Linked DNA regions of Sus scrofa: region 2 is linked to region 1. The links are chromatin contacts, called in public Hi-C maps. All regions are on one chromosome and are shown on one strand. Each heading gives the region's core, a stretch centred on a gene start, on an enhancer-like site or on the middle of the called end of the contact. The rest is flanking DNA. Distances are from core to core; before and after follow the strand shown. Region 1 overlaps LOC110255726 (a long non-coding RNA gene). Region 2 has its middle 360 kb from the start of AKR1E2.

The links. A called contact is a pair of places that touch in the nucleus more often than the background predicts.
Region 2: a Hi-C map of omental adipose tissue shows a contact between it and region 1, with 2.0 times the contacts expected there. The contact joins two enhancer-like sites. A contact is called at or near these places in 4 of 47 Hi-C or Micro-C datasets (mesenteric adipose tissue, omental adipose tissue, skeletal muscle and 1 more) and 1 of 2 datasets of contacts at active chromatin or transcription factors (skeletal muscle).

Annotation. Positions count from the first base shown.
Region 1 is chr10:65,829,734-65,835,319 of Sscrofa11.1, forward strand. The region is part of intron 1 of LOC110255726 (a long non-coding RNA gene); the gene reads left to right. Among named protein-coding and RNA genes, the nearest start is that of AKR1E2, 140 kb to the left of the region's middle. Within about 2 kb of position 1,633, at least 8 of the 83 cell types and tissues checked have an H3K27ac peak or open chromatin away from gene starts, as enhancers often do. A contact at or near this core is called in omental adipose tissue, where this site is marked.
Region 2 is chr10:66,049,135-66,055,200 of Sscrofa11.1, forward strand. No RefSeq gene overlaps it. Among named protein-coding and RNA genes, the nearest start is that of AKR1E2, 360 kb to the left of the region's middle. Within about 2 kb of position 4,202, at least 12 of the 83 cell types and tissues checked have an H3K27ac peak or open chromatin away from gene starts, as enhancers often do. A contact at or near this core is called in omental adipose tissue, where this site is marked.

The sequences.
Region 1 (5,586 bases), core at 383-2,882:
TACCAGCACAGGTTCAAGTGCATTAGATGCTCAGAACCTACCAGAGTGTGTGTACACAGCAGGAACTTAATAAATAGGTATACACACATCCCTTTCTATATTTATACAGACACAGAATTTGTTCCTTTTGGGTCCCAATGGAGGGACTTCAATTCTTTAAGTATATAAACTGGTTTCCTCAGAAGAATCTGTGTTTGCTCTTAAAAGTATTCTGGCTTTAGTAGCTATATTTATGTCTATTTTTTAAAAATAAAATACTTTAGTTTTTTTTTTTTTTTTTTTTAGGGCAGTTTTAGGTTCAACGTAAAAATTGAGAGGAAGGTATAGAGATTTCTTTCTTACCCCTCCCCCACCACAGGCACAGCCTCAACTCTTAGCAGCACCACCCACCTGACTGAGACCTTTGTTCCAACTGATGAACTTACCCTGACACATAGTCATCACCCAAAGTCTGCAGCTTACCTGAGGGTTCACTCTCGGGGGTCATAACATTCTATGAATTTGAACAAGTCAATAAAGGCATATAATAACCATCACGGTATTTTATTCTATTTTAATTTTAATTTTTGGCTGCCCTGAGGCATATGGGGTTTCCAGGCCAGGGATCAGATCCTGAGCCACAGCTGCAACCTATGCTGCTACTGTGGCAACGCCAGATCCTTCACCCACCGTACCAGGCCGGGTATTAAACCTATGTCCCAGGGCTCCAGAGATGCTTCCAATCCTGTTGTACCATAGCAGGAACTCCCAGTATGTTTTTTTTGTTTTTGTTTTTTTGCTTTTTAGGGCCATACCTGAAGCAGATGGAAGTTCCTTGGCTAGGGGTCAAATCAGAGCTGAGCTGCCAGCTGACACCACAGCTCCGAGCAGCACTGCATCCTCAACCCAGAGATCGAGGTCAGGGGTCAAACCCACATCCTCATGGATGCTAGTTGAGCCACAGTGGGAACTGCCCATCACTGCATTTTAAAGAGTGCTTTCATTGTCCTCAAAATCCTCTGTGCTCTGCCTGTTCTCTCCCCCCTCCCCCAGCCTGTTCCCTCTCCCCTCCCCCAGCTGTGGGCAACCGCTAATCTTTTAATTGTCTCCATAATTTTGCCTTTTCCAGAATGCCATAGAGTTGGAGTCATCCAGTCTGCAGCTTTTTCTGGTTGGCTTCTTTCGCTTAATAACATGCATTTGCGTTTCTTTCCTCCATGTCCTTTCATGACTCGATGGCTCGTTTCTTCTCAACCCTGAATAATAGTCCACTGTTCACAGGACCACAGTCACCTAGTGAAGGTGACAGTTTACCCGGGTCCATGACCTAGGGAAGGACGTCGTGGATGCTTCTAAGTTTTGGAAAAGATGATAAGGTTGCTATTAATGTTCATGTGCAGGCTTTTTGTGTGTGCACATCAGTGTTCAACTCCCTTGGGCCGACCCGTTTTAGAGCTGTTCTAGTTCCCTTCCTTTTTGAGGTCAGTTTTGACTTTTTCTCACTTATTCAAGGTACACCAAGTACTTCCAAAGCATTCTGTTTTTCCTTGTTAGCCAAGATTCCTCGTGTCTCCTGCCAGCAGAGACCTCTACTAGGACAGGCCCTACAGTTGGGCCAGAGCCGACCAGCATGATTTACAGAGTTCTGGAAACAAATTCATTCTGGTTGTGCAATTCCACACTCAGCGCTCTGCTTGCACCAGGCTGTATCAGCCTGGGAGGCTGACAGTAATGCATGGGAAGAAGCCTGTTCTTATCAGAGCATAAGGTATCAACTCTGCACTCCCTTTGTACCTGGTACGATTATCGTGCTGTATGACCCGTGCATGGATGACTTACAGCTGGCCCCCGGCACACTCATGCTGCACGCTGACATGAAGAACTAATGGTTTCAGATCTGACATTTATTTCACATCACATATGGACCGGGAGGGGGAAAGTCCATCTTCCAGAAGATGCTTTATGTTGTTGACTCAGACGTTGCCATTTTGCATATCTGTGTAATCCCTGGTGGTGATTGTGGGGTCTGGAAGCTTGAACTTCGGTTCTAGGTAAACCCTGGTGATTTTCTCATCAGTCCACGCCGACTTGGCTGACTCCTCCATCCTTTAGATGCTAAGCCTTGATTGGTCACCCAGGTGTTCACCCTACATGGTCTTAGGGCAGTCTGGGCCAATTTGTAACCTACCAATCCAGTGGTTGGGAGTTCGCATACTTGATGTTTATAGTTTTTCTCTAATTTTAAGTAACCTTTTCATAGTTTTCTGGTACAAAAAATTTCTTAGGTGTGCTCCTGTCGTGCTCTGCTTGTTGGAAAGAACTCTTTCAAATAATTCACATGTTTAGATACAGAAAAGGTGTTCTTGCCATGTTTGTTCACTGTTGATGTATTTGTTTACTTTTGTTTTTCCACGGAGTTGGTTTCCAGAATTTCTAAAGAGAACCTTTTACCTGGCTTTTGATCTTTAATATTCAAGCTGAGATAGTTATTGTTTAAATTGATACCCCGCCCCAAATCGGTTGTGTTAACTTGCTGGGCTGTTGTAGAAATTGAATGAAACAAAGTCTATGATTTCCACACATAGAAGCAATTTTGGGCTGGCAGAGTCCAAATCTTTTCACTGTGTGGACACAAAATCGAGGTCCAGATAGTGATTAAATTACCGGGGTTGTGTAGCTAATGAAAAACCCTGTGAAGAATATAACATATTTTCTAAATGCAATGTGTGAAATAAGCACATAAAAACGCTCCAGGAACTGTAACATCATATAAAAAGGAGGATAATTTCTTATTACCATTTCCTGGAACCCTTTCCTTTGTTCCCAATATGATGCACAGGGTGACTGAAGACCAGAAGTAAAATACATGATATTCTTTGTTTGAAGGTAAGATACACAAACTGTGAATCCACTCTGACAGAGTTACACAAACGGGAAGAAAACCTTTCAGAACGTTGTTTATATCTGCCATCACTCACTCATTTTTTTTTTCTTCTCTATAAAATAATGGCATCTTTTGAAGTCAAACTAGTGATAAAGAAAAGGAACCTCTGGGTACACGTGAGAGTGTTTCCATGTGTTTTTATCTTCATTCCCTCTGGAAGGAAAATAGGAAATAGATAGATTGCCGTAATGTGTTTGACCTTATTAAGAGGTGTTTTGCATGTCTATTGAGGAGTCTGAAAAGAATTAGAGATCGATGCTTAGAAAACTAAGGATATTCATTGATAGTTTGCATCTTCCCTTCAGCAGATATTGATCAAGCTTCTGCATGAGGCACTGTTCTAGGTGCTGGAGATGCAGCAGTGACCAAAAGCCAAAGGTGGGGTTGGGGGCAAGGATAGAGCTGCTGCTTGAGGAACAGGAAGGAGGCCGGAGGCTGCAGCAGAAGGATCGGGGGAAAGGGTGTCGGGGTGAGGCTGAAAGGAGCAGGAGAAGGTGTGACTCAGCCTTCAGCTGTTGAAGGGCTTGGCTTTTCTGCTAATGGAGAAGGGAGACCTTTTCAAGGCTCTGAGCAGAGACATATGCCTAGGGTCACACTAGCTGCCATTCTGAGAAGAGAATCTAGGGGACAGGGACAGAGGCCGTGCGACTGGTGAGGCAGTTGTTTGTGAAGCACAGGCATGGACAGTGTGTCTTGGGTACAAGTGGGAGCACAGGGTGAGGTGAGCTGAGCCTGGCTCCAATGGGGCGTGTTCATTTGTTTATTTATTTATTTATTTATTTTGAATTTGCTTATAATATTGATGGAATGACCTAGTAAGAAGAAAAGGGGAGAAAAGGAAGGATTTTTTTTTTTTTGAGAAAATCACTGCATCTAATCAGTTTTCTAATGGGTTTCCCTACTTCCTTGGGCTTAGAAGCAATAGCTCCCACGGCAGCAGGCAGCGGCTCACTTATAGGATCTCATCCTACATCCAGGTACTTAGAAACGTGGCTGCAGGTTAGAGATGCCTTAGTATTTAGGGCAGGCTCCCCCTCCCAGGAGCTGTCCCCCAATGCTGCAGATGACAACAGGCAATGGAGGAGGTGAACTTCCCTTGTAGGAACTGCCTCCAGTGATGGGCTTTGGGGTTTGCTTTTGCAGTTGAGGGTCACATGACCAGAGTGTTTACTCATATGAATAATTAACTTGTATGAAATTGCTTCTATTAAAATATAAAAATATGTGTACCCCCCCAACATTAAAATTTAAAACAATTTCTGTTCTTTTCCTAAGCTTCATTCATCATTTGGGTCAAGACATGTTTGGGATGGGCTGGGAGGTGAAAGGAAGAAGGAGAATAACAGGTTTCACAATAAACCACAACTGTAACCCTAAACAAAGGGCATTATAGGCGACCACGTTTTTTAAAGTTGGCGTAATTATACAAAAAACATTCTGCTCTTTTTTTTTTTTTAGGGCCCCGCCCACCGCATATGGAAGTTCCCAAGCTAGGGGTCGAATCGGAGCTGTAGCTGCCAGCCTACCCCACAGCCACAGCAGTGCAGGATCTGAGCCACATCTGTGACCTACACCACAGCTCATGGCCATGCCAGATCCTCAGCCCACTGAGCAAGGCCAGGGATCGAACCTGCATCCTCATGGATACTGGTTGGGTTTGTTAACCACTGAGCCACGATGGGAACTCCCACAAAGCACATTCTTAATGTCTAGGTTTCTGGAACATTCCTGGATTCCAAAGGATCGCTATGGGGCAAGTGAAATCTTAAATTTTATTTACTTACACACTACCTTCTTTTCTGCAATTTTCCTTATAGTGCAGTTTACTGCCATTAGACAGTTTTTACTGAGACTATCTGAAGCTACTGGAAAGTAAAATGTGGCTGTGTGTTTAAATAATGAAGACAAAGTAGATTTTCCCCTTTCTGCTTATTTACATTTCCACTATAAAGTTAAACAGAGTAACAGATTTTATGCAAAATGTTTGCCAAAGACAGTTACCTTAGGTAATTTGTAATTATTTGAAATCTCCAGAAAACATGTTCTCTATGACTTAGGAGTAGTTTGTTTGTTTGTTTGTTTAAAGCACAGGCTTGGGAAATTCTAAAAGAGACATGAACAGGAATTAAAAATTTAGCTAATCAGATATATTAAGAATTTAGTTGTGGAGTTCCCGTCGTGGCGCAGTGGTTAACGAATCCGACTAGGAACCATGAGGTTGCGGGTTTGGTCCCTGCCCTTGCTCAGTGGGTTAAGGATCTGGCGTTGCCGTGAGCTGTGGTGTAGGTTGCAGACACGGCTCGGATCCTGCATTGCTGTGGCTCTGGCACAGGCCGGTGGCTACAGCTCCGATTCAACCCCTAGCCTGGGAACCTCCATATGCCGTGGGAGCAGCCCAAGAAATAGCTAAAAGGACAAAAAAAAAAAAAAGAATTTGGTTGTTAATCTAGGAAAGCTCTTGAATTGTGACAGTCAATCTTTGTGTTACTTTTCACGTGAAATGATGCTACTGTAACCACAGCTTTCAAAACACCTTCACCAGGCATTCAGCATGAAAGTGGAACTACCCGCATATGCGAAACCCTCCTGAGGTGACAGTGTACCTGGAAAACACAGATGTAGACTGAGAAGGGCCATACTTCATGTCACCACCCTGGGGAGCA
Region 2 (6,066 bases), core at 2,952-5,451, 220 kb after region 1:
AGAGCCTCTGCTGTCCTTCTTAGTCGGGTTCCCTACTTTTTCAGGGGTCCTTGTCCCCACTGGGTCTTGATTCTGCTTCCTATCCAAGCCCACATCACAGCCTCCCAAGGCTCCAAAAGCCCACGACTCCAAGGGCTCCGAGTCCTAAACTGCATTTCCTCTCTCACCACAGAAAACAGTCATAAACAAGTGAAGTAGCGGGAGCTGGGTAAGCAATTCGGTAAGCCTAAAAGCGTATTCAGACTCCGTCCAACCTTTGTTAACCCCAGTGACCACTTATCGTTAAACTATATTCTTCCTGACTCCTGACCAGGGAGCCCTTGGAAGAGCTTGACCAGGAGGGCCCTGGCCCCCAAGGCAGGGATGCGTACCAACCCCAAGCGCCTGAGAAACAAGGAACGGCCACACAAGTGATGCTGACGTGTAAGGAGTCAGCGCTCGAGAGTCCATAACAGCCGTGTCAGTAGGAACATGGAGCCAACGAGATAAGAGCAGTGGGAAGTGAGATTGCCATCCATCAGGAGGTATTGCGGGGAGTGAGCTGTTTCTGGGAAAGGGAACACCTGCCTCGAATAGTTCTGAGACAAAGTGGACAACACGCAGAGGAGAGCCAGCCCATTGTGGGGACAAGCACAACCGAGCCGATTCCTGCTGCAGACGCAGCCCCCATACAATGCATCTCACAGGCAGCCAACAGGAAAAATAAAATAACTCACTTCCCACGCCCGGTGAGACCCGCTCAATCACCTGCACAGTGAGACCCGCTCTTCCTTCTGCCCCGGTGCAGAGGCGTGTGGTTGACTCGCGGTCCATCGTACGCACATCTTCAGTTAGGGTTTACTTTTCACTGGGCAGCAGGGTTTCCCCTGTGCCACCTGACTTCCTCTTCACAGATTGGAGCTGCCCCCTCTCCCAAATGCAGAATGCCCTGGAATCGACAGTCTAGTCCAGTGAGAAAGGAGACTACATGCTCTCAAACGTGTAATGAAACCGCACCTGAAGAGCTACAGCAAAGTGAAGACGACACACTTGCTTTCACTCCGCCACCAGCCTGGGAAAACTTGCGGAGTGGAGTAATACGGAAGGCTCCTCTGGCTCTCCTGTCGGCCCTCGTGTTTTGTGAAGGAGGCGGCGCACGCACACACACACACACACAGGCACATGTGCACACACGATCACAAAAATGACCCTGGCTGCTTATTCTAGTGTGAGATATGAGTCGGATTAGTAAGGTGGCCTTAATTCTTGATCATCAGGCTAATAGAGCTGACACTGCAAACTCCGGGACGGTCTGGAAATGGAAGCCCTCTGTGCCCTGGCTCTGCCACTCACAGGGAGCATAAGCTGGACCTCGCTTCCTCTCACCGGCTGGTGTCCAGAGTGAATAATGGTGGTGTCTTCCCCACTGGTTGTTGAGAGACCATCCCCAGATCCGAGTACCGAGAGCTGAACTGAAGCAGTCGGAAGCCACCGCACACATACCTAAGTTTCCTTCTCTGCAGGCCTCATCCCGAGAGTAATGGTTTCGGGTTCCTAGGAGGAGTGGCAGCCGGAAAGTCAGCTACCAGAAATCTTTGTGACAGCTGCTAACTCATGTAAATATAACACCGTCTGGTGTTCCTTGAGTTCATGCTCCTGTAAAAATGGATGGGGCAAAGATGAACAGAAGTAGGGGTGAAGGTACTCACTGCCCGAATGTGGGATCCCCAGAAGCAGACTCTGAGATGAGGCTCTTAGGCTGTTCTTTATTCATTAGGTTCCTTCCTTCCTGGAAGACAGAGGCAAGAAACCCCCATTTCGATTGCCCTCCGTCATGTATCCACCGTGGTTAGAACAGGAATATTCCATTAAGCAAACAGAGCCAGTGCTGTTATCTACAAATTCCTTAGGCAGGAAAGTATGCATTTTATTGAGAACAGAAAACTATAATTTGCCTGGAGGATACACAGTTCACAGAAGGGGAACCTAGGTGTAAAAGCTCCCACGCAGGGCAAAGTTTATAAGAATAGTCGTTGCTGACACATGTGAATGCTGCCATGTGCCAGGCATCCTCTGTGGGCATTTGCGTCTGTCGTCACGTGGGCTCAGCACTGTCAAGAGATGGTAGGACTGCTCCTGGTCCACATGCGTGAGCTCAGTGTAGAGACCTGTATGCTGTCAGTAGTGGAAGCAGAACTTGAGCGACCTGAGCTCACTCTCCAGGCCCTCGGCACCTCCTCGGCGCCCTCTTCCTGCTTCGGCGGTCGCCCCGCGGCCGTGGCTTTCATGCCCTCCCAGGAGCCGCTCTCTGAAGGCAGGCTCTCGTCTGCGTTGCGCATGCCCGTATCACCTGGCACAGCGCCAGACACAGATAAGAGGAAGAAGAGACACGTCTGCCAGTCATTCATGGCACAGAGCTGCTCATTCCCCGCCGTATTTCTGCCCAAAGAAAGAAAAGTTGGGGCCAGTTTTACTGGCCATCGAAAGTTTAATCCTCCCTGCAAAGCTGACTCAGTCACTGGGCAGGCTGTATTTTTGGACTGCCATGCTTGTCAGTGTGAGCTCGGGCTGTAGTGTAAATTATAGGTCCATTCTAATCACGAGAAAGATAGTTTTAGTTCTAAATAAATGACCAGTCTCATATTTGAAATGTCCATTCCACTTTCCGGTCTGCTCACTTGGGCCGCTTGGTGGTGTGCAGATGCGGACTCCTGGGTGTGTGCTGGGTCCTCCAGGTTATACTGGAACTCCACCCAACAGATGCTTTGGCAGAAGTTGTTTTCATGGGAGATGTGTCAAACCTGTGTATTTATATTCATCTGTCTGTCTGTCTGTCTGTCTACAGATCCACCTTGTCCATAGAAGCCGTGAATCATTCCTCTGTCTGTTGTGGAGCCTGTGTTATTTCCAGCCCTTTCCAGTGAGAGTTACTGGAGGCAATGACACGGGACTGGGAAGGCCAGGTTGTCCCGATCCCTGGACATGCTAGCCATCACTCGGGCTTTCAGATACGTGCTCTTTGAATGGATAGTGGGCAACTGAGCAAATTTGCATTTCATAAAAAGCAGCAGCGGAAGAGCGGGGGGCGGGGGGGCGCTGAGAAGAGGAATAAAAAGGAGGAGGGGGAGACGCAAGGGAAGGGAGCCTTGGGAGCACGTGTGGGAGCGTGGCTTGTGATGATGAAGAGCAAACCCGAGAAATGCCAGCGCTTTGACAGTTCCTCCTCATTTTCTTTGAAATCTCCGTGACTTTATTTAGTGATTAAGAGTCCGTGTGTAGATAATGAAGCAAAGGAGATTTTAAAGTGAAAACTAATACTGAAAACAGGATGAGGAAGGAATCGGAAAGAGGTTGCTGTTGGTGCCGCCGACGGGGACAGGGGCTCTGTTCACAGGAGGGGACGTTGAAAGCGCAGTGCTTTCTATTAATATCTACAACCATTACCTAACACATTAGCTATTTTTGTTTCCAACAGCAGCTCCTAAATTTATCCATATATTAAATATTTTCCTTGGATGCATGGTGTCGTCCAGAAATATCGCAGCATTGCTGGGATGCTCAACAAATGTAATTCGGGGCTGGCGGAATCTTTGGTGCTAGACGCTGAAAGCATTGCTTTCATGTGTCTCAATCAGCCTTTCTCATTCAGTGGTTCAACTCTTTCTCGGACGGGCCCCACCTTCACCTGGAAATCTCAGCCGGGGCCGCTCTGAGCAAGCCCTTCTGTCTCGTGGGTGTGTTAGCGAGGGGCTGGCAGGCGCGGCAGCAGCTGGAGTGAGTCTCGAAAGGAGCGGTCTTGGCTGTGGGTCCCACGGAGCAAAGCTGGAGCCTGGGACGGTCGCTGCGGGGGGCTGTTGCGTCTGAGCCAGAAAGCTCGGGCCGTGAGCAGGGCCCGCCTGCAACCAGAGTGGAATTTGGTTATTTTTTCTAAGAGAGTTTTATCTTTCTGTTCTAGGCAGTTTGTCCCTGCGAATGGCCCGTGAGAGAAAAGGCTGGAGAAGGAAGGGAGGAGGCACATGGGGGCTGCGAATTTGGGGAGGAAAGGTCAGGAGGGTGATGGGGGTGGGGGCAGGAGCCTGGGGAAATAGGGCTTTTCGAGAGCAAAGTGGTTCTCCAGTCAATCCCAGCTCCCCTGCAGGGAGCAGGGTCCTCGTGCTGTGACGGCTCGTCCCGTCCGCTTGGCCTGAGCCAGATACAGCTGTTGGCATCTACCAGGATGCACCAGACGTGTCCACGTGCCCTCAGCTGGCTGCTGGGGATGCTGAGGTCGCCCTGGCTGTGCTTCTGTGGCTCTCCTGGGTGTTTCCCTTATCTCTGCGTCTCAGTCCCTCTCCACGAAGGCAGAGCCCCATCTGCCTGGCTCAGCTCTCCGATTCCAGGCTCTGCACAGCGCCTGGCACCAAGTATGCGCTTAGTGACCCGCGTGGAGTGGGTCATTCCACAACCGCACGAATTCGAAACAGCCTCCTCAGTTTTAAAGCTAGGTATCTGTGGTAGGCAGATAACGCGCTGCCCCAAAAATGTAGAAGAGGAGAATTTTCTTTTTCCTCTGGCCATCTTAGGTTCCTGGCCGGGGCTTGCAAACTAGACAGACAGAAGAGAGATTCACAGGGAAAAAGAGGCAGAAGTCATTAACGTGTGCAGAGCTCGTAGACTCAGAAAACTCAGCAGTGGGTGAGTCAAGGGGGTGGTTAGAACTTAGGCTTATGGAGCATCGTAATGAAAGAAAAACACACTTTCAGAAACATGACAAGACTTAGGAAAGGGACTTTGTGATCTAGGGCCGGCAAATTTTATGAAAGCAGATACACCGGGGACATAAAGGTTTGTTCGTAAGGTTTGCCGTGTAGACGCCTCTGGTGCTGGCTGTGGGCTGATCAGGGCGGAGAGTGGTCCCTGGTGATTAGCTTCCATCCTTCCTGGTAGAGAGGGGAGGGGGATCCCTTCACACATTTACCTCTTGCTTTTAGGCAAATTGGGGAGGGCAGAGAGCTTTTCTTATATCTACATCTTCTCACTTGTCTTCAGATCGAATTAACCCTTTTGGCACCATGGCGTATCCTGGGGCGGCTTACGCTACCAGCCTTCGGTGTCTCCATCCCACCCTAACAGAATCCGTGAATATGTGAAGTTATAAAGGCAAAGGGCAAGTAAGCCAGTAGAAGGAGTTACTTTGTCAATCAGCTGACCTTGGGATGGCACGACTGTCCTGGACTGTCGAGGGTCCAGTGTAACCATGAGGGGTTTTGTGAGTGAGACGGGGAGGGAGGAGGTGAGAGGCAGAGGGGGACTGGAAGATGCTGTGTTTCTGGCTTTGAAGACAGAGGATGGGGCTACGAACCAGGGGATGCAGGTGCCCCAGAAGCTGGAAAAGGCTGGGAAGCAGCCCCTCCCCTAGAGCCTGGGGAGAGAATGCAGCGCTTCTAACCCTTGATTTTAGCTCAGTGAGACCCCTTCTGGACGTCTCACCTCCAGAACTATAACACATCAAATTTGCATTGTTTTAAGCTGCTACGTTTGTGGTCATTTGTTTCAGTATCAGTAGGAAACTGAGCAAGCGTCCTTGTGTACAGAGTGGACCTCTGGAAAAGTTGCACATTAAAAACACTTTTTGTTACTTCCGTTTCCTTTCTCATGACCCCTTTGCTTCTACTTAACAGCCTCGTTCCTTTCCCGTAATTACTGTATACTGTTCAAGAACTAACTTATAAAATCTGTTTTCCACAAGAGGAGATTACTTCATTTTGACATAAAACTCCGGCAGGTCAAACTTTCTGTGCTCAAATAAAGCGATTATTGGCTGACCCTCCGCGTCGTTGCCACTGCGTGTGTCCACAGAGACGGGGGTGCGGGTGACTGATGGGGTGGTCTGAACCGATGACGTCTTTGACCAAATTGAATTACTCAGTCAGCCTTTTGGTTTGGATAATTCAACTCAGTGAAGTAACGTTTTAAGGAACTTGGAATTGACACTAAACAAGTTTCATTTCAGACGCAGAAGGGGTCATCCTTACAAGTTAGAACCTCCTGGAGCATAAACTCCTTCCTCAACAGCCCCCGGGGTCGACAGTTATTAATTATCAGTGC